Linked DNA regions of Mus musculus: regions 1, 3 and 4 are each linked to region 2. A link is a contact called in public HiChIP or PLAC-seq and promoter capture Hi-C data. All regions are on one chromosome and are shown on one strand. The core of a region is the stretch at or near the end of the contact, and the rest is flanking DNA. Distances in the headings are between cores, read along the strand shown. Region 1 overlaps Vwa3b (von Willebrand factor A domain containing 3B). Region 2 holds the start of Cnga3 (cyclic nucleotide gated channel alpha 3). Region 3 has its middle 34 kb from the start of Vwa3b. Region 4 overlaps Vwa3b (von Willebrand factor A domain containing 3B).

Region 1 (5,876 bases), core at 1,849-4,348, 170 kb after region 2:
GGATTATGCTTTGGGGACTGTGCTGGCTAGTTGGTTTTGTCAACTAGTCACAATCTAGAGTCACCAGGGAAGAACCACTCGATGAAGGATTGGCCCAGAGCCTGGCAGGTTGGCCAGGGGCATATCTGTGGATGATTCTTCTGATTGCATTTAATGATACAGAAAGACCCAGCTACAAGTGCATGGCATCATCCTCTGGATTTTGGTCCTCTCTCTCTCTCCCTCCCTCCCTCCCTCTCTCCTTCCCTCTGTCCTCCCCCTCCCCTTCCCTCTCTTTCTCCCTCTCCCTTTCCCTCTGCCCTTGACTGCAGGTGCAATGTGACCAGCTCCCTTGAGCTCCTACTGCTGTGACATCCCCACTATGATGACTGTAACCTGGAACCAACCATCAGAAATAAACCATCTCACACACACACACAATTTGCTTTTGATCAGGGTATGTTACCATAGCAACTGGACAGGAAACTAAGGCAGGTACTCTCAATGATGATGCTCCAGTTTCCCTGAAGAGCAACTAGGAGGAGGCCTGGACCAGTATCGTGGAGACACAGAGAGTATACAGTTAAGCTCGAAGCCACCTTGGTGACCTGGGCCAGCCATGGATACACACTTACGGTTTTGTCTTTCCCAGCTTCCAGCAGAGCATCTAGGCCGCTAACCTCTCTCACAGGCTTTGGCTCAAAAGTCATTTTCTCAATCCAGCTGATAGCAGCAGCTATGGAGTGCTCGGTCACAAGGATGGCGTACTCCTGCCATTTCACCGGCTCTGCGGAAACCCTGAAAGGGATCATAGTCACCAGACAGTGATTAACGCCACCATGGGAGTGTTGGCCTTCAGTGTCAACCAGAAGTCACCTGGGAGAGAAGGGAAACCAAGCTGCCAGTTCTTCGAGAGTCATCGAGAAAATGTGTGAGCCAGTGCAGACACGCCTGTCCTGTTCGGGCAAGTTTACCAAGGATCTAATACCTAATGTCAAAGCACCATGACCTCCCACAGGCATGGTGACCAGGAGACATAGTTGGAGTGGCATGGGTCAGACAAAAAGGTACAAGTGTTGACTAGTGCTTTAAAAGCATTAAGAGAGGGGCCGAGAGACTTCCGGATTGGATGGAGGAAGAGAGGAAGCAGGAGAGAGTTAGGTTCTTTTTGACAGGGATAGCATGAGGACAAGATGTAGCTACGAGTGTCTCCTGGTTTCAGTGGTCGATCCATCAGGATTCGCCTCCAGAGGATTTAGATTTAATAAGGTTTTACAAGATTAGAATTTTAGTTGCTGTGCCCAACGATTGAGTTACCATCGTTTCTGAACTAAGTTTATGTTGTGTTTTCCTTCATGCCGTGGTTTGTCCGGGTTCAAGAGAGAAAGTTATGGTGGCAAAGCATGGATAGGTTTGCCTGAGGTGCACCACAAAGGCCGTGAGGGATTTGAAGCATGGGGTTGGTGTGGTAGCAACCCACCAGTGGGAACCTAGAGAGCTGGGTGGAGAGATTTTGGAGTTCTGAGTCAGAGTCTCTGCGAGATAAAATCAGGTCGGGCCATTGCCTGCCAGTGCATGGCGGACCAGGCCATGGGGGCAGAGAGTTGCCCCCACAAGCACAGGAACATGCCAGTTCATTTTTTTTTTTTTAAATATTTACTGCAACAGGTGATGAACCAACATGTTTGGCAAGAATCCACTAGAAATTTAAGATTATTAGCCTAAGTATTAGGTTTTGTTTTTTTGTTTTGTTTTGGTTTTTTTGTTTGTTTGTTTGTTTTGTTTTTTGTTTTTGAGTAGCTGAGTAGCACTGAGGTGAGTCACATGAGACAAGTCACGTGGACTCAAGGGCAGGAATTGAAAGAAACTGCTGGCAGGCTCTGAGTCAGAGAGCTGTAGAATGGAAGTTGCCTACTTCTTGGGGCAGAGATTGATTGAACTGTGAATTTATAAAATTGGGATTATTTGCTTTTAGATTTATTTATATACAGATTTTATTTATATACAGATTCTGTCTGAATAACGTGGGGAATTTCTCCTACTTTGGAACTAGGATAGGGAAAAATTAGTCACTGACTTGAAGTAGATAGGGCAGTGAACGGGTATTAATAAAATAAATGTCTGTGGCTCCAGGCAGAGAGCTGAACAGATAGACGATATAAGGATACATTGCTCTAATACATCTTAACAGGATACTCAAATTCTGTCTAATGTGGGCTCCACAGGAATTCTTAGTTATTATCCTGCCTGGCAAAATATAAAAGGCCTAAGAATAGGCATATACAGTATTTTAGTTTACTTCATGTGTTTTAGATTGTTTTAACTTTCAAAATGGGTGTGATGTTAAGTTTTGTGGTTATGTTATTCCTCTGGGAGAGAGGTCAAAAAAAAAAAAAAGTCTGGTTACTGGCTCAAGGGTATGCTGATTTGGGAGAAAGGTTTTGTCTTTGCAATTTTAGAAAAGGTGATTAGTGTCTATACACCTTCCAGAGTAATATGGATCAAATTTGATAGAAGAAGACCCCCTGAAGAAATAGATTCCACAAAATCAAACGAAAACATTATCTTGATGATACTAAGATTTTGTTTTGAGATTTGTATATTACAGAATATACTGCCTTGTTGAGTCTCTGCTTGAACTTCGGGTGTCTTAGACTTTCAGATGCAAGCACACCCGTGTGCATCCACACAGGATTGTGCAGGACACAGACATCAGAGACTAAATCAATCATTAGTGTGGCCTTCTTAAGGCCAACCAACTCTTCTATTTTCCCTACCCCCTCCCCCCCCCTTCAAAATATCTCAATGGCCATATTCAGCTTGAAGAAATAGTCACCGACCCAGTTCCCTGGACTCTGGGGCTAGAGGGAGTTATTATAGGTTGTCTTTCTAGGGAATATGGAAATGGTCATAATTAGAACAAGAAAGAATAGCTAGAATTGATGCATAGCCATAATCTCACTTGGTAGTGTTGTAACCACTGAATTACTGATGCTAGAGAGACTTCAGTGTTGTGTACAGTTTGCCTCTGCATTGCCAGACAGAGGCTCCCATCCTCCCTCCCATCGCAGCAAGCACAATATGCAGACAGCTGGTTTCTGTGCTGCGTCCTCCTGCAGCAGCCAGGGGCTCCCTTCCCCTCCCTTAGCATTAGAATGGCTCTACCCATAAAATCCAACACACACACCCCACGCCTTGTCTCAAAAAAAAAAAAAAACAAAAAAAACAAAAAACCAACACTCCTGCTGATAAGCAGCAAAACTCCAGGTGCCTGTCCTTGAGACCTTAGAGAAATAACTAGCTTAAGGGAAACCGTGGAAGAAAAAAAAAAGGTATCAGAGGTCAGATCACAGATAGTTACGACTGGGACTGGCTATAAAATTAGTCCTTGAACAGACACCCTTTAAACCCCCTCCCACTTCAGTACTATTCCACCCTCTACTCCCCTTTTCTGTGAATATTCACTCTATTCCTAACTATATTGTATACAAACCCAATGTTTCCTGGATTCAGGGTTGCTTGCCAGCATTCACACAGTGAGTGCTAGGTGGACAAACTGAGTTCAAACTTGAAACAATAGAAGATTCTTTTTCGAGTTGCAATGGACTTCAAAATTTTTCGACTCATCTGGGTTTCCTATGGATTCAGGGCACAACAGTAGAAATCTTTTTCATTGTTACTAAGTTGAAGTCATAGTTTCTTATTTTGGTACAGAAATTATTTTGATGCAAAATCAAGGTTTCATTGGTATAAATTACTTCTATTGATACTAAAAATTTTAAAGTACAGGGCTTAGACCCAGTCCTTCTATTACTGTTATTATAAACTGATCTGAGATTATTAAGCCTGTGAGTTAAAGGCCAAATAGCAAATTCATGGCTCTGAGTTTATCATTTGGGTGTTTTCAGAGATTTTAATTAGAAATAGCTGAGAGTAGGGGCTGGTGAGATGGCTCAGTGGTTAAGAGCACTGACTGCTCTTCTGAAGGTCCTGAGTTCAATTCCCAGCAACCACATGGTGGCTCACAACCATCTATAACAAGATCTGGTGCCCTCTTCTGGTGTGTCTGAAGACAGCTACAGTGTACTCACATATAATAAATAAATAAATCTGAAGAAAAAAAAAAGAAGAGAAACAGCTGAGAGTAGTTAACGGAGAAGAGTCCAGATTACTTTACATAGATAGTTGGTTCTCAAAAACATCAGAAATCCACGGAATTTGAATTTAATGTTACTCATTCACTTGTTGAGACAAATCTACTCCTAACAGCTTCCCATTTGTGGATTCAAAAAAGCAACTGAGCATCGCACCTCCAGGTGAGGCTGTACATTTGTGGCTAGGTGGCCACTGGGCAGAAAATTACCAATCTCTCCTGCAGACCTGTACTGTTCCTGAAAGGACACAGTTTACAGGTTAGGACAGCTTAGTTCTGCTGAGAATAGGCTAGTCCTTAATATTCCTGTTTCTCTAAGGTCTGTCAGATGCTCCTGGGCCAGAAGGCTGAAGACCTGCTCCATCTTCCTGACTTACTGGGGCTGTATGGGTAGGCCGCTGTCTCTACAATTTGTCTCAGTTCTGGAAGCTGTGTTAGGCTTCCTATGTATTTTTAGGTAATGTTGGTCATTCTCAGATTTCTGATGGGGTTGAAAAACCACTAACAGTCTCATAGCCAACCCAGGCCATTTACTGTGAGAGAGCAGGCTTGAGAGAATGGTTTTCAGACGGCACACAATCTAAAGCCAGGCCATCAGTCAGGATAGAATCATAAGTCTATAACTTAGGGTAGATGACAACGTTCCATCTTCATGACTTAAATAATGGACTGGGTGTTAGGTCTGTCTTATACTTTACAAATTACAAAATGATAACAGTTGTGTACTATTTATATTTGAGAGGAAGGTTTTGTTTTTTATTAGAACTGAAAGGGGGAAGGGTTGTGGATGGGTCTGGTGCTGTTTGTAGTTTGATGCTAATTCCATTCTCCTGGGAGGGGTTTCAGACAAGGAGTGAGCCACTACTCAGGTGACTTCTTGGAACCAATCCCCTAATGAATAAAGGAGCCAATCACTAAAAAAAAGAGAAGGGGGCGAGAAGAGGGTGAGTTAGTAAAATGCCTGCTGTCCAAACCTGAGGACCCAAGTTTGGATCTCTGGTACCCACATAAAGAAGGCAACCTCATCAGCATAACTGAAATCCCAAATGTGGGGAGCTAGAGACAGGAGCATGTCCAGGGCCTGCTGGCCATCCAGTCTAACCAACCAGAGAGCTCCGGGTTCCGTGAAAGACATTCTCAAAGAGGGAAAAAAATAAAGTGGAGAGTGATTGAGGAAGACATCTCTAGCCACCACACATGTGCACACACACATCCACACAGGACTGTGTAAGCATCCATGAACAAATACTAGGAGAAACTATTTTCATTAAAAGAATTATTATTATTATTATTATTATTATTATTATTATTATTATTATTATTATTTGGTTTTTCGAGACAGGGTTTCTCTGTATAGCCCTGGCTGTCCTGGAACTCCCTTTGTAGACCAGGCTGGCCTCGAACTCAGAAATCCTCCTGCCTCTGCCTCCCCAGTGCTGGGATTAAAGGCGTGCGCCACCACACCCAGCTCTTAACAGAATTATTAAACTCTCTCCTATCAATAGTGTGGAGGGCCTTTTGGGGTGCTGCTTGGCAGGAGTCTGACATTGGCCAAGGACAAGGAAGTGGGCTTCAGGCAGGAATCTGGCACTGGCCATGACAGGGACGTAAGCGCAGGCAGGAATATGGCATTAGGGAATGATAAGGAAGTTTCTGCAAGAATCTAACTTTAGGCTGTAATAGGGAAGTAGGGTAAGGCAGGAATTTTAATCTCAGGGTGCAACAAAAGAAGTAGGCTTCAGGC
Region 2 (5,677 bases), core at 257-2,756:
ACCGCTCAGAGAAGTTCCCCAGGGTAGAGACTGTGCCTGCTTAATTAATTTAATTCTGTTTCTCCCACTGAACTTTGTTTCGCACTAAGGAATCATCAGTATGAAATAAGAGAGGCCAGAGTGAAGCCCCAGGGTGTGTAATGGGGGGGGTGGCATAGAGAAAAAGACCCATCTCAATCTTCAGTAGGGGGTGGGGGTGGAGGGGTAGTGAGTGTTCACGTGGCAGTATACTGGGGATGGGAGGGGGTGTCAGAGCAAGGCTCTGGGGCCTGGTTATTGTTATCTTTCAACTCCTGTAGGAAGCTGGCAGCCAGAGAGAGCTTCCAGAACTAGAGAAGAGCCTGCGCAGCTTCCAACTGTTTACCTCTGGGTACCATGGCAACCTGAGGCTGGTCACCATAGCAACCCCATTCTTAACCAGAAGCACATCCTGCAGCTGACAGTGAATGAGAACAGAAAAGGCATAAAATCAGGTGCATCAGAGGCAAGAGGCACACAAAGTCCTGGCCAAAACCCCAAGGAAAGTGACTGAGATCTTGTGCCATACAGACAGCCGTTAGAGAGCAACCATTTCTGGCATCAAGGACCACAGAGGACCCCCTCGGGAGTGAAAAAGAAGTTGAGGAGGAAAAAGAATCAGAACAAATTTCACATTCATCTCCACTGACACCAGAGGATCCCTCAGACCTCAGCTGAAATCTCTACTATGCTCTGCATGATATGACTAAATTTCCTACAGCCAGAATTTTAGCATAGAAGTTTGGTTTGGTCATGACATGCACCTCCCGCTCTGGGTCCAAATTTTGCCAGGCTCCCTTTCCCATGGATTCTCACTTCGGGAGGTGTGGGCACCAAAGCACACTGCACTGGGTGAGTGCCATGGCCGGACAACTACATCGCTGCTTGTTTTAATGAGTGATGCTGTATGGGGTAGAAGATGATGACCCACAGAGAATGTTGGCACAGAGCTGGGCTCCCTGCTATGGGATGGTGTTTGAACCCAGGTGGCAGGCACTTTCTAAAGCTTTGAGGGATTGGGAATGGTGAAGCAGACCCCAGTCTCAGATCAGAATAAGAATTAGTGATGATCGCTCATAAGGAACAGTCCAGCTTCTGGAGAGAGGTTACTCAGGGTAGAGCTACAGGGAGAGCCCTGAGCAAACGGGTCTCACCTGTGAGGCTGTTTCACCAATGCCTGCTTATCGAAGGCTGCAGACTCCACACCGCTCTGCTTAAGTCTCCTTCTTGAAGGAGGCAAGCCGTGCCTAGGAAGACGCTTGCTTCTGAAGATCAAAGTCCCAACAGCATCAGAGAGGGAGATGATGAGAAAAACAAAACAAAACAAAACAAAACAAAACAAAACAAAACAAAACAAAACCTGGATCAGCTTTTCCCACTTCCTAGCTCCACAGTCCCAGCCCAGAGTAGCCAGTAGATTGGCAGCCTGAGGTGGTCAAGGGTGGATTGGGTGTGGAGAAGGGGGTGGAAGACAAGAGGGAGTGCATAGTTATTGAGGAAATTCTGAAGACTGAGCCAGACACTTTATCAGATAAGCGGATTTTAAGGGATCAGGGGCCACCAACCCTAGCCACTAAGCCTTCTGGCCCTGTGGCTAAGTCCGGTATAAATTTTTCATTAAAAAAAAAAAAAAAGATTCTTTCTTCTTAAATAAACTCCTCACTCCTTCCTCAGTCCACCTGACTCTTTGTCTTTCTAGGCTGAGTAGGGTTTGGAAGAGCAGCTCACATCCCCTGCATGCTGCCTCAGGGTGACGCCTTCCAAATCTTTGACCCGAGTGTCCCAGCGCGGTTTTGGCGCTGGGAGACACTAATCCGGTGAGCCAGAGGGACGAGATGGACTTTGAGCTCCTTCCTGATTTAATGGCAGTGAAGATGCTGCCTCTGAGTACAGGATGGCTGGAGAACGTATGGCTGGACCCGGTCCTGTGGCGGTAAAGTCAGCCCAGCTCTTTCTGTTTGGTTACTCGACGGCTTAGCGGGCTTAGCTCAGTGAGTTGCAGAAAGGGGATGCTTATGGGGAGCACCGAGTACGCTTGTTCTTGTTCCAAGCACACTGGAGGGTGTCCCCTATGTCTGCAGAGACAGGCAGGAAGGGACCTGTTTCAGCACCGTGGGCTGCGGACAGCGCCCCGCCACTCACCAGGACCAGCTTGGACCTGGAGCCCGGATCCAGCCCAGAATCTCTGTTTAGTGTAGTGGCCCAGCAACTTCCAGCTCAACCCCCACCCCCACCCCCCTTGAGTCCTTACCCTGTCAAAGTTTGGGCTTCTTGGTGCGCCTGGATCTGGGAGAGCGACTCCTTCCTCTCTCTCTCTCTCTCTCTGTTCTGGGCAACAGCCCGGACTTCTTTCTCCTGCTCTTCAGCTCCCTGTCTCCGGCATGGTCTTCTGGGTCCAGCAGGCGGAGTAACTCTGTTGCTTCCTTTGACTGAGAGAGTCAACTGAGATGCCTGGAATTCAAAGGAAGTCTGGAGAAAGGCAGAAGCCACACTTGCTTGTATTCAGAGGAGGGGAAGGAGGAGGAAGACGGGGAGGAGGAAGAGGAGGCAGGAAGCAGGAAGCAATAAAGTAATAGTCCAGCTGTCAACTTTGGACTTTTCTTCTGATCTCAAGTGGCCACCACAGACAACTTCCAGTAGCCCACACTAAGTGAGGACAGTAAAGATCGGGAGGCTTGAAGTTTAAGGTGTGTGTGTGTGTGCTACAGTCATCTACAATGTACAATTATACAATCTACACTCTTAATGGTGCTTTTAGAAGCAAGTTTCTCTTGGGATGCATATTCTTGCAGTTTTTAGTTTCTTCTACCTCACTATATTCTAGACCAGTGGCTCTCAATGACCCTTTCACAGGGGTTACATCAGATCTCCTTCACATCAGGTATTTACATTACTATTCGTAATGGTAGCAAAGTTATAGTTAGTAGCAATGAAAATGATGTTATAGTTGGTGGTCACCACAACATGAGGAACTGTATTAAAGTGTTGCAGCATTAAGAAGGTAGGGAACCACTGCTCTAGACTCACAGAACCAAAATTTAAAACCCACCAACCAGCTAGCAGTCCCTATTCTGTATTGAATTCAGAGGGACTTAAGCTCTCCTTGGAGATAAGAGTTTTTTGGTTATTTTTTTTCAATAAGGCTGTGCAGTTCCAGAAACTAGATTTATGCACAGAGGTACAGGTGAGCAGGACAATGTTGCTAAGAATGGTGACCTATGGGGCAGAATATTTGCCTAGCATATGTGAGACCTTGCTTCAATCTCCAGCTGGAAAGAGGCAGAGGAAGAGAGAGTGGGAGGAGAAAAAAGGGGAGGAAGGAGAGGAAGGGGAGAAGGAAGAGGAAGAAGAGGAGGAGGAAGAAGGGAGGAGGAGGGAAAGTAGGAAGGAGGAAGAGGAGGAAGATGAAGAGAGGAGGAGGAGGGAAAGGAGGAAGAGGAGGAAGATGAAGGGAGGAGGAGGGAAAGGAGGAAGGAGGAAGAGGAGGAAGATGAAGGGGGAGGAGGAGGGAAAGGAGGAAGGAGAAAGATGAAGGAAGGAGGAGGAGGAGGATAGGTTGACTCCCACCTCTCCATCACTGATAGTTGCCATCTCTGGCTCTGAACCCCTGGAGCAGGTCCCAGGGACACACTGAGCCTTTTCGTCTGACAAGAACAGGGTAGTGTCTTGAGTTCCAGGCTCTCATGACCAATACCACAAAGGAGAAAAAAAAAAAAGCCTAAAAGCAGATTCTACAGCAACCAGCCCACTAGAACTTCTCCAAGGAGCTTCTATGAAATTTCCTAGAAATACCCATCAAAATTGCCTTTCCATGTAGCAGATCATCTTCATTTGCACCATACTCATAGGACAAGTTGAAGCCCATAGCCCTCACTTGAAAAATAAGAATTAGGAAAAATATATAAGTATGCATACATGCGTGTCCCTGGACACTCATCATAAAAATGGGAAACAAAGCCTAGAAAAAAAAATTATCTGAAGAAACCTCAGGCTTGTTTAGATTCAAGAGATTCAGATAAAGAATGAGCAGAAATGTAAAGGAATAAACAGAGCTGGAGCCAGTTGTGGCAGCACACGCCCGTTGACATCAGAGGATGGGCAGCCTGTGCCTTAGTCACAGTGGCTCACAAGTCCAGAAGACAAAATGACAAGGACAAACAAAACAGGCCCAAGGCAAGAAACAAACAAACAAACAAAACCCTAATCAACCAAATGGAAAACATTTCAAGTCTAAGCCATGAACGTGGGTGGGGTAGAGACTGCTTGTTTTACTGTCTATGTTCTAAGAAGGAACTTGAAATTAATCCAATACACGAGAAAACATACATTTGTCAGACTTGACTTCATCAGGAGGCTTAGTGTCCACATACTGGAGAATTTCTCATGCATCTTGTGCAACTGGTTTATCAGGAAATGATTCATTTTTTCCTAATACCGGTGATTTAAGCTACAAATTGAAGCTGTTCTTCACTGGCTCATCCTCGGGGAAGGCAGGAAGCAGATGGGTGTCTTCTGTTGTCTGGAGATGTTTTAGAGCTCTAAACGAATTTTAAAGCCCCAGTTAGGAAAGTGCAGTGGTTACCACGATATGACTATTGGGTATCATCTGCAACATGAAAGTCCCCTTGTCTGCTGGTTTCTGAAGTGCACACCACTTCTAAGCCTCTAGGAGAGGTACAGAAAATAAGACCTTTTGGAAATCTCAAGGAAATGGAGAGGTTAACTGCCTCTAATAGAGGGAGACAGAACAGTTGGTGCAGGTCTGGGCATGTAGTTGGCCCTTAGGTATCAATGTGTGTGGCACTAGTTATTTCTGAAGAACTTACTCTACTGGGGGAAAAAAAAGGAACAGATAACCTGGGGCAGGCAATGATTAGACAAAGACCGAGGGGGTGTTTCTGTGTATTTGACTGCAGCGGCATCTAGTAGCAAAGTCCCAGGACACAAAAGGTCCAGGTTTGGCTCAAGACCTATTCAAGTGTTGTGTCATTTGGGTACCTGTGGCATTGCCTAAGGAATGACAATGTGAGGGAGGAATGATCGTTTAGAAATTGTCTATCTTCTGTGCACATGTAGGATGCAGTTAGTGCCAAGCCATCCCAGGGGAGTTAATGGGATATCCCAACTGCCCTATGGCACCAAGAGACCCAGGAAGGAGATCTTCAGAAACTCCCAAGTTGAGTGTCAAAACAGATCACTGTGAAAAGGGAACAATGGAGAAAGTGTGGCTTTCTTCTTCTGACAGGGCAGTGAGATTGGAAGGGGAACACAGGGACCAGGTGAGCCCTGAGCAGGCTTAAGCCTCAGGCAGGCCATGCCAGGGAGTCAGAGAAGGGTCTGTGAGGGCACAATGTAGCACTGAGCCACCAGGAGCAGAGGGAAGTTAGAAAGAGGATCCCTGGCATGACCGGTTCTATTCAGCTGTGAGTTAGATGTTAGTGACAGGATGGGCCATAGCCATGCCCAGAGGGCTTGGATGGGATCATAAGGAAGCACATGTGTGATTCAGGGGGACATCCTGTTGATTCTTAGTTTTTGAAATTTAGGGTAAGCATAATGGCCTGCATCATCTTCTGAGATTTGTTGTTATCAATAGCAAATATTAGGTTAGTAGGATTCAGAAATACCTTGTGTGGCTTTCATTTTATCCATTATTTCA
Region 3 (5,427 bases), core at 22-2,521, 220 kb after region 2:
GTGTTTCTTCACTTAAATTATAAATTTAAGAATGTTTATTAAGAAATATAATATGAGATTTATAATTACTAAATTAATATTGAATTATAATAATACATAAAATAATATGTTTATATTATCTATAATAATAAATATAATAAATTATATTTTAAAACAATACATATATGTGGTATATTATATAATATTATGTTATATACAAATATATATGATATAATATTAAAATCTCTTTAAGTAGAGTCTGATGGAACAATAAAACATGCTGCAGCCTGGAGAGATGGCCCAGCCATTAAGAGCACTGACTGCTCTTCCGAAGGTCCTGAATTCAAATCTCAGCAACCTCATGGTGGCTCGCAACCATCTGTAATGAGCTCTGAAGCCCTCTTCTGGGGTATCTGAAGACAGCGACAGTGTACTTACATATAATACATAAATACATCTTAAAAAAAACAACAACAAAATACCATGCTGCAAGGGCTTGGTGCTTTGGCTCTCAGGTAGACCACTTCCTGCTGCCTCGTCTTGGCTGCCTGTGTGACCCATGCTCACCCATCCCTTCGTCAGTGGCTACTACTGCCCTCTGCCCGAGCCAGGGTTCTTTTCCTTCCTTTATAATCACAAAGACTCACATTTTACTCTTGCCTTGACCCAAATACATACTATTCATAGACCAAAGAAATGTTCATGAGCCACAGAGCCTACAAGAGAATTGGCTGATTAAACCTAGCCTCAGTGGTGTAAAATATTAACACCTTATCTTTAATATCAAAAGTGGCACCAAAGTCGGGCAGTGGTGGCGCACACCTTTAATCCCAGTACTTGGGAGGCAGAGGCAGTCGGATTTCTGAGTCTGAGGCCAGCCTGGTCTACAGAGTGAGTTCCAGGACAGCCAGGAATACACAGAGAAATCCTGTCTTGGAAAAAAAAAAAAAAGTGGAGCCCATCACATTGCCTCAAAGCCACTTCAGTTCCAAGGCTCAATCAGAACTGGGCACTCAGGCTAAGACCCCCTTTAAAGAGTTCTTAAAATCGCTGGCTGCAGTGGAAGACTCCTCACACAGTCTTAGGCTGTTATATCCATGGGTAATCAATTATGGTTTTTGTTGTTGTTCATCAGAAACCCAAGAAGGGACACTAAAGCGAGGGCACATTGTGAGTTCTGGCCTTATGTTTGTGTTCTAACAAAAAGCATGAAGGAGCCAGCAGGACTGTAACCTCAGCCAGCAGTGGGGGCAGGGGTAGCTCCAGCAGTGGGGGCAGGGGTAGCTGGACGGAGACTCCAAGGCCAGCCTGAGCTACACAGGGAAGCTGTCTCTAGAGCAAACAAAAAGAATGGGAGTTCAGACTCCTGCAGTCCTCCACTTCCTTGTCAGTCCTCCACCTTTGAGACCCGACAAGTAGAGCTTCAGTTCACCCCTTATTTGGGGGCTCATGTCAGCCTTATTTCCTGCCCATGGTGGGGCTAATGTTTGCTCCACATCTGCTTGTTCTCTCTGCTTTTGTGTGTTGTTACAGGAAGCCTCAGCTCTGGTCTTGTCACGGTTCCCAGCAACAGCTGACTGGCAGGATAGGCTCCTCCTGGGCCCACATCCAGGCAACTGACAGGAGCAAAATCTATGGACTTGAGGCCTCTCTAGCAGCAACCTGAGAGTATAAGAACACAGGTTGGCCAGGGCCAGGGCAGAGGGGCCTCCCCACGACCTGTCTGGCTGAGCTTCGGGATGTACCAGAGAGCAGCAGATGTACCTGAAGACGGCCACAGGCGCCTATATGACCATCTATGCGAAGCTTGGATACCATCCATGCAGGAATACAGTGAACATGGCCTTGGCTACATGGAGTTAAAAACAGGAATAGAAAGTCTACCCGGGAGAGGGGCCCGTGGGGCTGTGAATACCACTGCACCCAAAGAAAACCAAGTTACAGTACCTAGTATGTTCTTGCAAATGAGGGCTAGCAAAGGAGCTAGCTCAGGCTATTTAAAGTCCTTATTTAACTCACGGGGGACTGACTGCTGAAGGACAAAGGGTTGGAGATGTCCCTTGGGCATAAAGCAAATAGATGCATTTATGATATCTAAGTAAGATATCTTTAAGTAAAAAACAAGAAATTTATTTCAACTCCTATGGGAATCCTGGCCCATCCGGATGTTGGCTCCAAATTACATTCTTGCTTGTAAATCAATTTTACTCAAGTATAATTTACATATAATTAAGTATACAGCCTGATGCTTTTCACAAGTATAGCCTGCTGTGTAACCACTGTCACGACAGAGAACATTTCCATCACCCTAAAAAGTCCCCTTCTCCCCTTGCAGACAGCCCTCACCCTAATCGTGGCCCCAAACCACAACTGACCTGCTTTCTGTCAGTGCACACGAGTTGTGACTTAGACTGAAATTTCACATAAATCTACCTTTTTGTGCATGCCTTCTTGTACTCTGCAAAAGGTTCTTTTGAGATCCTTCCTATAACCCTCTCTAGAATGAAATAACAAACAAACATGTATCCGTGGCAGCTAGTCCCACGAAAGGAAGCCAGCGCTATTTCAAGAACAAGTTTCCCAAATTAGGAGACAGCTCTCCTCCGTCAGTATGAGGCTTCTGGCTGGAAACTTTTCTTAATAATGGGTTTAGAAAGGGATCCAAGCTGGTTGTGCAGAATAAGCTTACATCAGTACGAATGAATTATTAATAATTTCACTTTGAATTTAGTATCCTCATTAAATTGAAAGGACAAGAAAGAGGAAAAGGTAAGCTTAGGTTGGAGGGAAAGAAATGCATGAAAACAAAAATGTTTAAAGTAGAGAACTTGTTGAACGATGGTATATGTTCCGTTTTCAAAGCAGATTAGTCTTTAAGCGTGTGTGTGTCTGTATGTGTGTATATGTGTGTACATGTACGTATGTGTGTATGTGTGTACCTGTATGTATGTGTGTATATATGTGTACATGTATGTGTGTATATGTGTGTACATGTATGTGTGTATATGTGTATGAGTGTACATGTATATATGTATATGTATGTTGTGTGTATGTGTATGCATGCATACATGTATGTATGTATATATGTGTGTACATGAATATGTATATGTGCATGTGTGTGCACATGCATGTATATATGTAAATAATGAGTAAAGCATTCGTCAGACAAGCCTGAGTTGAGTTCAGACCCTCACCACCTACAGGAACACCAGGTTGTCATAGCAGCCTGCCTGTAATCCAGTGCACTCAGGAGGCAGACACAGGGACTTCCTGTCCAGCCAGGAAGCTCTGGATTCAAATGAGAAACCTCCTTAGTACGTTCAGTGGAGAGCACGTAAAAAGACTCCCAACCTCAACCTCTGACCTCCGCATACATGTACACACACACCACCACCACCACCACCACCACCACCACAAAAAACAACAACAACAACAAAACCAGAAAGGCATGAAGTTGAAATCAAGTAATTTTAGTGGTAACTCTAAACACACATGTGTACAAATAATACTAATTGGACTCAGTAGGTATGAGTTATATACATATATGCATATGTGTAATTATAGAATAAAAAGATCATGGATTTGAAGGGAGCAGGGGTGTGGGAGGAAATCAGAAAACTTTATAAAGATTATTCGTCAAATTCTAAAAAAATGAGAGGATCAGAGGTGAGGAGGACATAACATCTGTCCCCAACACTGGGAGTAACTAGGACCGGTGACACCCAGGCATGCAGGAATTCCGCCAGCATGGGTTCCTTCCGGTCTGTCTGGGCCCATGCCCTGAGCAGACCTTGGGTGTAAACTCTGCAGCCAACCACAAAATACCCAGAGGCAGCTCTAATCCCAGGTGCTCCAACATCCAGGATCAGAGGGTCACAGGATCCCAGGAGCTTGGTCACACCAGGATCTCAAGGTCTCAGAGGCAGCTTGACTCCCAGGAGCTCTGACATGCCCAGAATCTCAGAATCGCAGAATCCTAGAATCACAGGATCACAGAGACAGCTTGACTCAGAGGAGTTCTGACACAACCAGGGTCACAGGAAGGACAGGCTCCAGTCAGACATGGCCAGCGCAGGTAGCACTAGAGATAGCCGGATGGCAGGAGGCAAGCTTAAGAACATAAGCAACAGAGCCGGGCATGGTGGTGCATGCCTTCAATCCCAGCATTTGGGAGGCAGAGGCAGGTGGATTTCTGAGTTCAAGGTCAGCCTGGTCTACAGAGTGAGTTCCAGGACAGCCAGGGCTACACAGAGAAACCCTATCAAAAAAAAAAAACAAAAAACCAAAACCAAAACAAAAACCATAAGCAACAGAAACCAAGGTTACTTGGCATCATCAAAACCCAACTCTCCCACCATAGCAAGTCCTGGATACACCATCATACCAGAAAAGCAAGATTCAGATCTAAAAAAATCACTTCTCATGATGATGATAGAGGACATTAAGAAGGACATAAATAACTCCCTTAAAGAAATACAAGAGAACACAGGTAAATAGCTAGAAGCCCTTAAAGAGGAAACACAAAAATCCCTTAAAGAGGAAAACAATCAAACAGGAGAAGAAAAGGAACAAAACCATCCAGGATCTAAAAATGGAACTAGAAACAATAAAACAACAAAGGGAGACAACACTGGAGTTAAAAAACCTAGGAAAGAGATAAGGAGTCATAGATGCAAGCATCTCCAACAGAATAAAAGAACTAGAACAGAGAATCTCAGGTGCAGAAGATACCATAGAAAACATTGACACAACAGTGAAAGAAAATGCAAAAAGCAAAAAGCTCCTAACCCAAAACATCCAGGAAATCCAGGATACAACGAGAAGACCAAACCTAAAGATAATAGGTATAGACGAGAGTGAAAATTCCCAACTTCCCAACTTCAAGGGCCAGTAAATATCTTCAACAAAATTATAGAAGAAAACTTCCCTAACCTAAAGAAAGAGCTGCCCATGAACATACAGGAAGCCTACAGAACTCCAAATAGACTTGACCAGAAAAGAAATTCCTCCAGTCACAGAATAATCAAGACACCAACTGCACTAAACAAAGAAAGAATTTTAAAAGCAGTAAGGGAAAAGGCCAAGTAACATATAAAGGCAGACCTATCAGAATTACACCAGACTTCTCACCAGAGACTATGAAAGCTGGAAGATCCTGGGCAGATGTCATACAGACCCTAAGAGAACACAAATGCCAGCCCAAGTTACTATACCCAGCAAAACTCTCAAACACCATAGACGGAGAAAACAAGATATTCTATGAAAAAAACAAATTACACAATATCTTTCCACAAATCCAGCCCTAATAATAGATGGAGAACACCAACACAAGGAGTGAAACTACACCCTAGAAGAAGCAAGAAAGTAATCTTTCAACAAACCCACACAAACATAATTCCACCTCTAACAAGAAAATTAACAGGAAGTAACAACAACTTTTCCTTAATA
Region 4 (6,105 bases), core at 407-2,906, 140 kb after region 2:
GCCCAGAACTCAAGGTTCTTCATTAATGTCCCTACAATACTCTGCCCTATGACCCAACTCACAACATCATTCTGCCAGCCCTCTGGGGCCCCTGTGCTCCCTGTCAGGATACCTGGGCTTCCTTTGCCCACACTTGGTTAGCCCACCCTTCTTCCAAACCACACCCCTCAGCCCACCACCAAGCTTTGATCAGCTACCCAGAAAACAGCTTCCCACATCGCCCACACCTTCATGCCCATTAAATACACTAGCCACACCCACTGCCATGATGGTTACCATTGTGTACTGGCTGGTTTTGTGTGTCAACTTGACACAGCTGGAGTTATCACAGAGAAAGGGCCTTCAGTTGAGGAAATGCCTCCATGAGATCCAGCTGCAAGGCATTTTCTCAATTAGTGATCAAGGGGGAAAGGCCCCTTGTGGGTGGGACCATCTCTGAGCTGGTAGTCTTGGTTCTATAAGAGAGCAGGCTGAGCAAGCCAGGGGAAGCAAGCCAGTAAGGAACATCCCTTCATGGCCTCTGCATCAGCTCCTGCTTCCTGACCTGCTTGAGTTCCAGTCCTGACTTCCTTGGTGATAAACAGCAGTATGGAAGTGTAAGCCGAATAAACCCTTACCTCCCCAACTCGCTTCTTGGTCATGATGTTTGTGCAGGGATAGAAACCCTGACTAAGACACATTGTCATTAATGTCAATAATTGTCATTAACGGCCATCAACAGGGTCTAGTATGACCTAGTAGGCAAACCTCTGGGTGTGTGTGTGCAAGGAAGTTCTGTATTAGTTGGGAAGACTACCCCCCCTAAAATGTGGGCACCACCATTCCATGGGTTGGGGTCCCAGATTACATAAAAAGAAATGGAGATGAACACCAGCAACCCTTGCTCTCTGCTTCCTGACCATGGATCCAACGTGACCCCCGGCCTCACACTTAGGCTGCCACGCCTTACCCCCACCACGATGGGCTGTACCCTCCAACTGTGAACCTCAGTAGACCCTTTCTCCTTTAAATTGCATTTGTCAACTCTTTGATCACAGCAGAGAGAAAAGGAACGAATACATCTCTGTCTGTCTGTTGCTAGGACAGACTCAGTGCTCTGCTGAGGCAGGTGAATGAAAAATGGTGGAGGAAGAAACCCTAGAAATGAGCAGACAAAAGGTGGCAATGGTAGACCTCAATCTATCTCAGCCTCGCTCAGGCAGGGGCATGCTGGGAAAAGCCCAGGCTGTGGCAAATCCAGAGTTTGTACTATGTTAATGAGTCATGAAAGATCACTGTAGGTCTTACCCCGCCCCTCCTCTCTCTTTATGACTTTTTTGGAACCAGGTCCCAAGGGGAGGCATGGCGCACCTCCAGGTTTTAATAATAAACTATCTCCTTTCCTTTAACTACCCATGTGTCTTTATGCACTGTATTGTAAACAGAAACAAGAACCTGGAAACCACAGTTTCTGTCCTCTAGACTCAGATCTGCACCTGTTACACCACTGACTGTTGGAGCATATTCCTGGCTGTCACTTCAGCCTCAGTTCCAAGGAACAAGAAGGAGCATGAGCCAGTGGCGGTGCCGTTATTGTAACACACGTCTCTAGTCCGGTCTAATTTAAGGCAATCCCTCCCAAACAAGAGGCTTATATTTAGGAGGCAGCTGCTCACTCCTCATCTCTCTAGCCTGACCTCCCGGTGCCTGTGTTCACTGCGCAGTCGCAGCTGCTGCTCTGGCTGTATAGGCTGCCTCTGGCAGAGGGTTTATGAATGTCTAGAGTATTAAAACAATGTATCTGCTTGCCCTGTACCCGCCTATCACTCAGCACAGGACCCGAGGTTGTTACTAAATCTAATCCTTCCTTTCTTTTATTTGGCCAGTTACAAGGACACCATCTGCTATTTTCTATCTCCTCGATTTGCCTACAGCTGAATGTGCCTGCTACCATTTCTGCAAGAAACTCTCTCAAGTGTAAGTAAGGCAGGGACTGTTTAAGCAAATGGCTATGCTCTGGGGAATTCAGATGTTACCCATGGCAGTCCCTAAACAAATCACTTTGTGTCTTATTCCAGGTATTACACTATTACAGTCAGGCTTGTCCCGAGTATGTAAAAAGCTATGTGTCAGGTCAGGAAGGGGAAAACAAAGAGAGCAGGCAAGCATGGCACAGTCTAAGGGACACTTAATGCATCCCGGGAAGATGCTGGTAAACTAAAGCACTCCTGGTCACCCTCAAACCCCAGCCCAGTCCCTATGTGGCCTTTTCCATCCTCAGGGCTCCTAAATGAAGGTCTGGCCCAGCAGAGTGGCAAGTTTACTGTGGCTTGAACCCTAAACTCTTGTTTGGCCATGAAGATGTGAAAAAAGACCTCATTATAACCATGAAAAGGTGTTCTATACACCAGGAAAGGTGAGCAAATAGTTTTCTTTTCAGAAACTAATACACTTTTAAAATTATAAACTGTGATAAAAGTATAAAGTTTCCAAGAGACCAAGGGGGAATAATGAGAGGGGGTTCCAGTGGGTGGGATGGGAGGGGGGGCAGAGGAGTGGATTGGGGGAAGGAAAATGAACACCAAGGATGTTAGGAAAAACCACATTGGAGACTTACTGAATTACAAGACACACACACACACTCATTCCATATAGAAGAATTTAATTGGAATTACTCTACAAAGAAGATTTTGCTCCTCCCAAAAGCTATAGGTTGCAACATAAAAAGCTCAGTGCTGGGTATGGATTACCTCCCTCTAGTTGTTGGCCAGAAACCCCTGAACATAATACAGGAGCTTGCTGTTGCTCTTCATTGCCCATTAGAACTTGATGGCAAAGCCCTATTGCTGAAGAGAGCATGCACGCCAATCACTGGTACATGGAGCGATCAAGCAATCAAGCTGGTATCCCATCCTGAAGGGGGAGGGGCGTATAAAACCCCACCCCTTACTGAAGTACTAAGGACAGGTGATGGCCTCTAGGGTAGGGAGATTCAGTTTGCAGTTCAAAGGTGTGGCTGCTGGTAGATCGGTTGAACTCCTGTGATTGACTCTATACAGGCCACACAAATTGGACTTGTATCACCTTTTTTTTTAAGGTGATACAAAATTGTAGCATTGGTGAGGTGGAGGTGGACCTGGGAGAAGCTGGGGTGAACATGTTTAAAACACACTGGATGAAATTCTCAAAGAATCAATAAAATAGTTTACAAAGAAAGAAAGAAAGAGAGAGAGAGAGAGAGAGAAAGAAAATCTCTCAGAGACCTAAAGTTACTGTTTAGGTCTGATAAAAAGGGGCCACATTGTATCCATATAGGGTAGAAAGTGGTAATAATCAGTAGTCTAACTTTAATGAAAGCATTCTTAGTGGTGTGATGCATGTTAAAATATAGTGCTGGCTGGATCTGGATTTGAGGCCCTAATAACTGAGGCACTGTGCAGCTTCATTCAGTCTCACGCTATAGAAATCACGCATTAGCTAATTTAAAACAAACAGAGAGTCATCCCAACATTTTGGGAGAGAATCTACACTTTCTTGAGGGCAGGGAGTGTGTCTGTTTCATAATGGGCATTTCTCTTCTCTCAGGAGGAATTCTACATATACAGGATGGGCAGTTTGGGTTCTAAGTGAGGTGTGTGACTGTCTACTGGTCCCCTACTCTTCTTGTAAACAGAACACTGTAAAATGCAAAGGGGATGTCTTCTCACTGTCCCCCATTCACTTACTTTGATGATCCAGGGAATGGCACTGTTGAGAGGTGTGGCCTTGTAGGTGTGTCACTGTGGGTGTGGGTTTTAAGACCCTCATCCTAGCTACCTGCAAGCCAGTCTTCTCCTAGCTGCCTTCAGGACAAGAGGTGGAACTCTCATGTCTGCCTGGACGCTGCCATGCTCTCACCTTGATATTGGACTGAACCTCTGAACCTGTAAGCCAGCCCTAATTAAATATTGTCCTTACAAGACTTGCCTTGGTCATGGTGTCTGTTCACAGCAGTAAAACCCGAACTAAGACATTTAGTAAACCTGAATTAACCATTCCTATTCTGGGGAGGAACACCCCTTGCTGATAATCATGTTCCCCGGGCTCTCTGGCGGTACTGGTGAGCTGACGGCGGAGACCTGAGCGCATGGAAAACAGGAAGAGTAAACGTATTCCTGCCATGATGAGATGTAGTGAAGGGGCCTTCCCTCGAGTCAGGCTCACCCTGTCTGAGCTTTCAATCTTCAAAGGTGTGAGCTAAGTAGCTCTTCTGGATTTGTCACTGCTGTTATTGCTGTCTTCACTAGTTTTTAAAAGTACCCAGCCTCAGGTATTCCACTATAGCAATAGCAAACTGGCTAAGATAACTATGATAGCCTTAAGGATGGAATTTTGTTTATCGATTTTTTTTATAACTAAAGCACCCTTGATAATTGGCTAATACCTCCAAATAGACTGTTTTAAAATAGACTTTTTGAGAATTCCCTTTTTCTATCCCTGAATATCCTGGAGCCCAGCAAAGCTCTCAACTTTTACATATCTAGAGGCCTCTCTCAGCTTTGAAATCATAGCAAGCTTATTCAAATATAATCAGAATTCACACTAGCTCTCTTTCCCCAGGCAACTCGGTTTAAATTTTAAGACTTTTGATGAATTTCTCCACATCTTGTGTGTTGTTAAGCTATGCCTACAGGATGCTTGGACCTACTCGGTTAGATCAGAGGTTGATTGCAATGGCTGAGCTAAGCCCAGAACTGATCTTACCCCTGTCTGGTATCAGGTGAACAGGCCACACTGCAGCTAAGAACCTCGAACTAAACAAGGAGTCCAGGGCTGGAGCCTAAGATGGAGACAGGAATACGGGAGTAGGGGTGGGGTGTCCCTAACCATAGGGGCTCACTCTTTGTGAGGGTGCAAAGCCTGAGCGTCCATGAGATCTTCAAAGGTGTGAACTAACGGTGGATGAGAGGGAGGTAGGGGTGGGGAGTTCTTATGTTACTTTGACTCTTGGGGGAATGGAGAAAGGAGCAACATAAATCAGAGCAGAAGCAGACATGGACGCTCGGAGAGTCTGGTGCCCCTGGGTTCAGAGTCTTGTTGTCCATTTCTTTTGATTTCTTCAGCTTCACCCCAGTGAGATTTTAAATCCTACAGCAGATGCTTAATAAATCCTTACTAACCAGGGGCCCGCCTTAAGCGATGACAAGAAATTCAAGGTGCCAATCAGGCAAGAGGGGTGGAGTCTGGGGGGGAGGGGAGGTCATACAGACCTCCGCCTGTTAAACCATCACGTGGCAACAGCTCAGAAGGACTGTTCGGCCACATTCACTGAATTAAGCTCAATTTCAGGCAGAGAAAAGGTAATTCTGAGAGAGCCTCTTGCTGCCGACAGAAACAGCTACCGAAAGGCACCACCCGGCACTTCTAAATTAAACTGGAGAATGGAAACAGAGAGGCATGGTGCCAGGCCTGAGTGATGGGCCACGAGACTCAGAGTCTAATTAAAGATCACGTGTGTCTGCCAAGAGCAGGACTGCTCCTTTAAACATAGCAACCTGATGATGTTCAAGTAAATAAAATGTAGTTTTAAAACCCGTAGTCTTAGCTCACGCTTTCTCCCCCTCTGCCAAAACAAACAAAAAAAGAAAATTTCAAAAATAGACTACCAGTTTTTTTTTTACAGCTCTTGTGCTTCTTTTTAAAAAGGCTTTTGCATTTTGTTTATTATATGTGCGTGTAAGCATACATATGTGCATGAAGGTCAGAGGGCAACTTCCACCACGTATGTCCTAGGACTTGAACCCAGGCCCTCAGACTTGGCAGCAAGCACCTCCACCTGCTGAGTGGTCTTCCTGGCCCCAGAGCAGATTTTTTTTTTTAAGTTCCAATTCACTCAAAGTACCAGATACAAACAAAATGTACCCTGCAAAGCGTCGTGGCCTTTTACTACAGCCTTGTGCTATGGCCCTTTCCTCTTAATGTGCTCCTTACATAATCTCTTCCGTCTATCTGGCAAGCAAGGTCTAGTGATGGTCACAGCAGAACCTATCTATCGTTTTTTCTCCTCCTCTGTAAACTGGACCGGTAACTAAGATGACTCAGCTATGTTGAGTGTGTCAGCGCACAGAACAGGCTCAGCGGGAAGAG

What was found. Promoter capture Hi-C pulls out the DNA fragments that hold promoters and counts their contacts. HiChIP or PLAC-seq counts read pairs in DNA pulled down with a chosen protein or histone mark.
Region 1: an H3K27ac HiChIP or PLAC-seq map of embryonic stem cells shows a contact between it and region 2, with 6 read pairs. The contact joins the enhancer-like site here to the promoter of Cnga3 in region 2. A contact is called at or near these places in 9 of 39 promoter capture datasets (the 3T3-L1 cell line, cranial neural crest, hematopoietic stem and progenitor cells and 5 more), 4 of 484 Hi-C or Micro-C datasets (CD4 T cells, Th2 cells, cardiomyocytes and 1 more), 1 of 115 datasets of contacts at active chromatin or transcription factors (embryonic stem cells) and 3 of 9 other capture datasets (adipose tissue, liver and pancreatic islet).
Region 3: a promoter capture Hi-C map of embryonic stem cells shows a contact between it and region 2, with 2.6 times the contacts expected there. The contact joins the enhancer-like site here to the promoter of Cnga3 in region 2. A contact is called at or near these places in 18 of 39 promoter capture datasets (the 3T3-L1 cell line, 3T3-L1-derived adipocytes, the HPC-7 cell line and 13 more), 3 of 115 datasets of contacts at active chromatin or transcription factors (embryonic basal ganglia and embryonic stem cells) and 2 of 9 other capture datasets (liver and pancreatic islet).
Region 4: a promoter capture Hi-C map of Sertoli cells shows a contact between it and region 2, with 3 times the contacts expected there. The contact joins the enhancer-like site here to the promoter of Cnga3 in region 2. A contact is called at or near these places in 9 of 39 promoter capture datasets (the HPC-7 cell line, HPC-7-derived erythroid cells, the SN4741 cell line and 5 more), 1 of 484 Hi-C or Micro-C datasets (embryonic fibroblasts), 1 of 115 datasets of contacts at active chromatin or transcription factors (embryonic stem cells) and 4 of 9 other capture datasets (adipose tissue, liver, macrophages and 1 more).

Annotation. Positions count from the first base shown.
Region 1 is chr1:37,046,618-37,052,493 of GRCm38.p6, reverse strand. Vwa3b (von Willebrand factor A domain containing 3B) reads right to left here. Exons shown (of 28, transcript NM_001370828.1): 5 at 615-777. Among named protein-coding and RNA genes, the nearest start is that of Gm39626, 3.2 kb to the right of the region's middle. Within about 2 kb of position 3,098, at least 6 of the 459 cell types and tissues checked have an H3K27ac peak or open chromatin away from gene starts, as enhancers often do. A contact at or near this core is called in embryonic stem cells, where this site is marked.
Region 2 is chr1:37,215,034-37,220,710 of GRCm38.p6, reverse strand. Cnga3 (cyclic nucleotide gated channel alpha 3) reads right to left here and starts at 1,506. Exons shown (of 6, transcript NM_009918.2): 1 at 1,173-1,506.
Region 3 is chr1:36,992,860-36,998,286 of GRCm38.p6, reverse strand. No RefSeq gene overlaps it. Among named protein-coding and RNA genes, the nearest start is that of Vwa3b, 34 kb to the left of the region's middle. Within about 2 kb of position 1,271, at least 43 of the 459 cell types and tissues checked have an H3K27ac peak or open chromatin away from gene starts, as enhancers often do. A contact at or near this core is called in 3T3-L1-derived adipocytes, embryonic stem cells and neural stem cells, where this site is marked.
Region 4 is chr1:37,077,447-37,083,551 of GRCm38.p6, reverse strand. All of the region lies in intron 7 of Vwa3b (von Willebrand factor A domain containing 3B), which reads right to left. Among named protein-coding and RNA genes, the nearest start is that of Gm39626, 34 kb to the right of the region's middle. Within about 2 kb of position 1,656, at least 38 of the 459 cell types and tissues checked have an H3K27ac peak or open chromatin away from gene starts, as enhancers often do. A contact at or near this core is called in Sertoli cells, where this site is marked.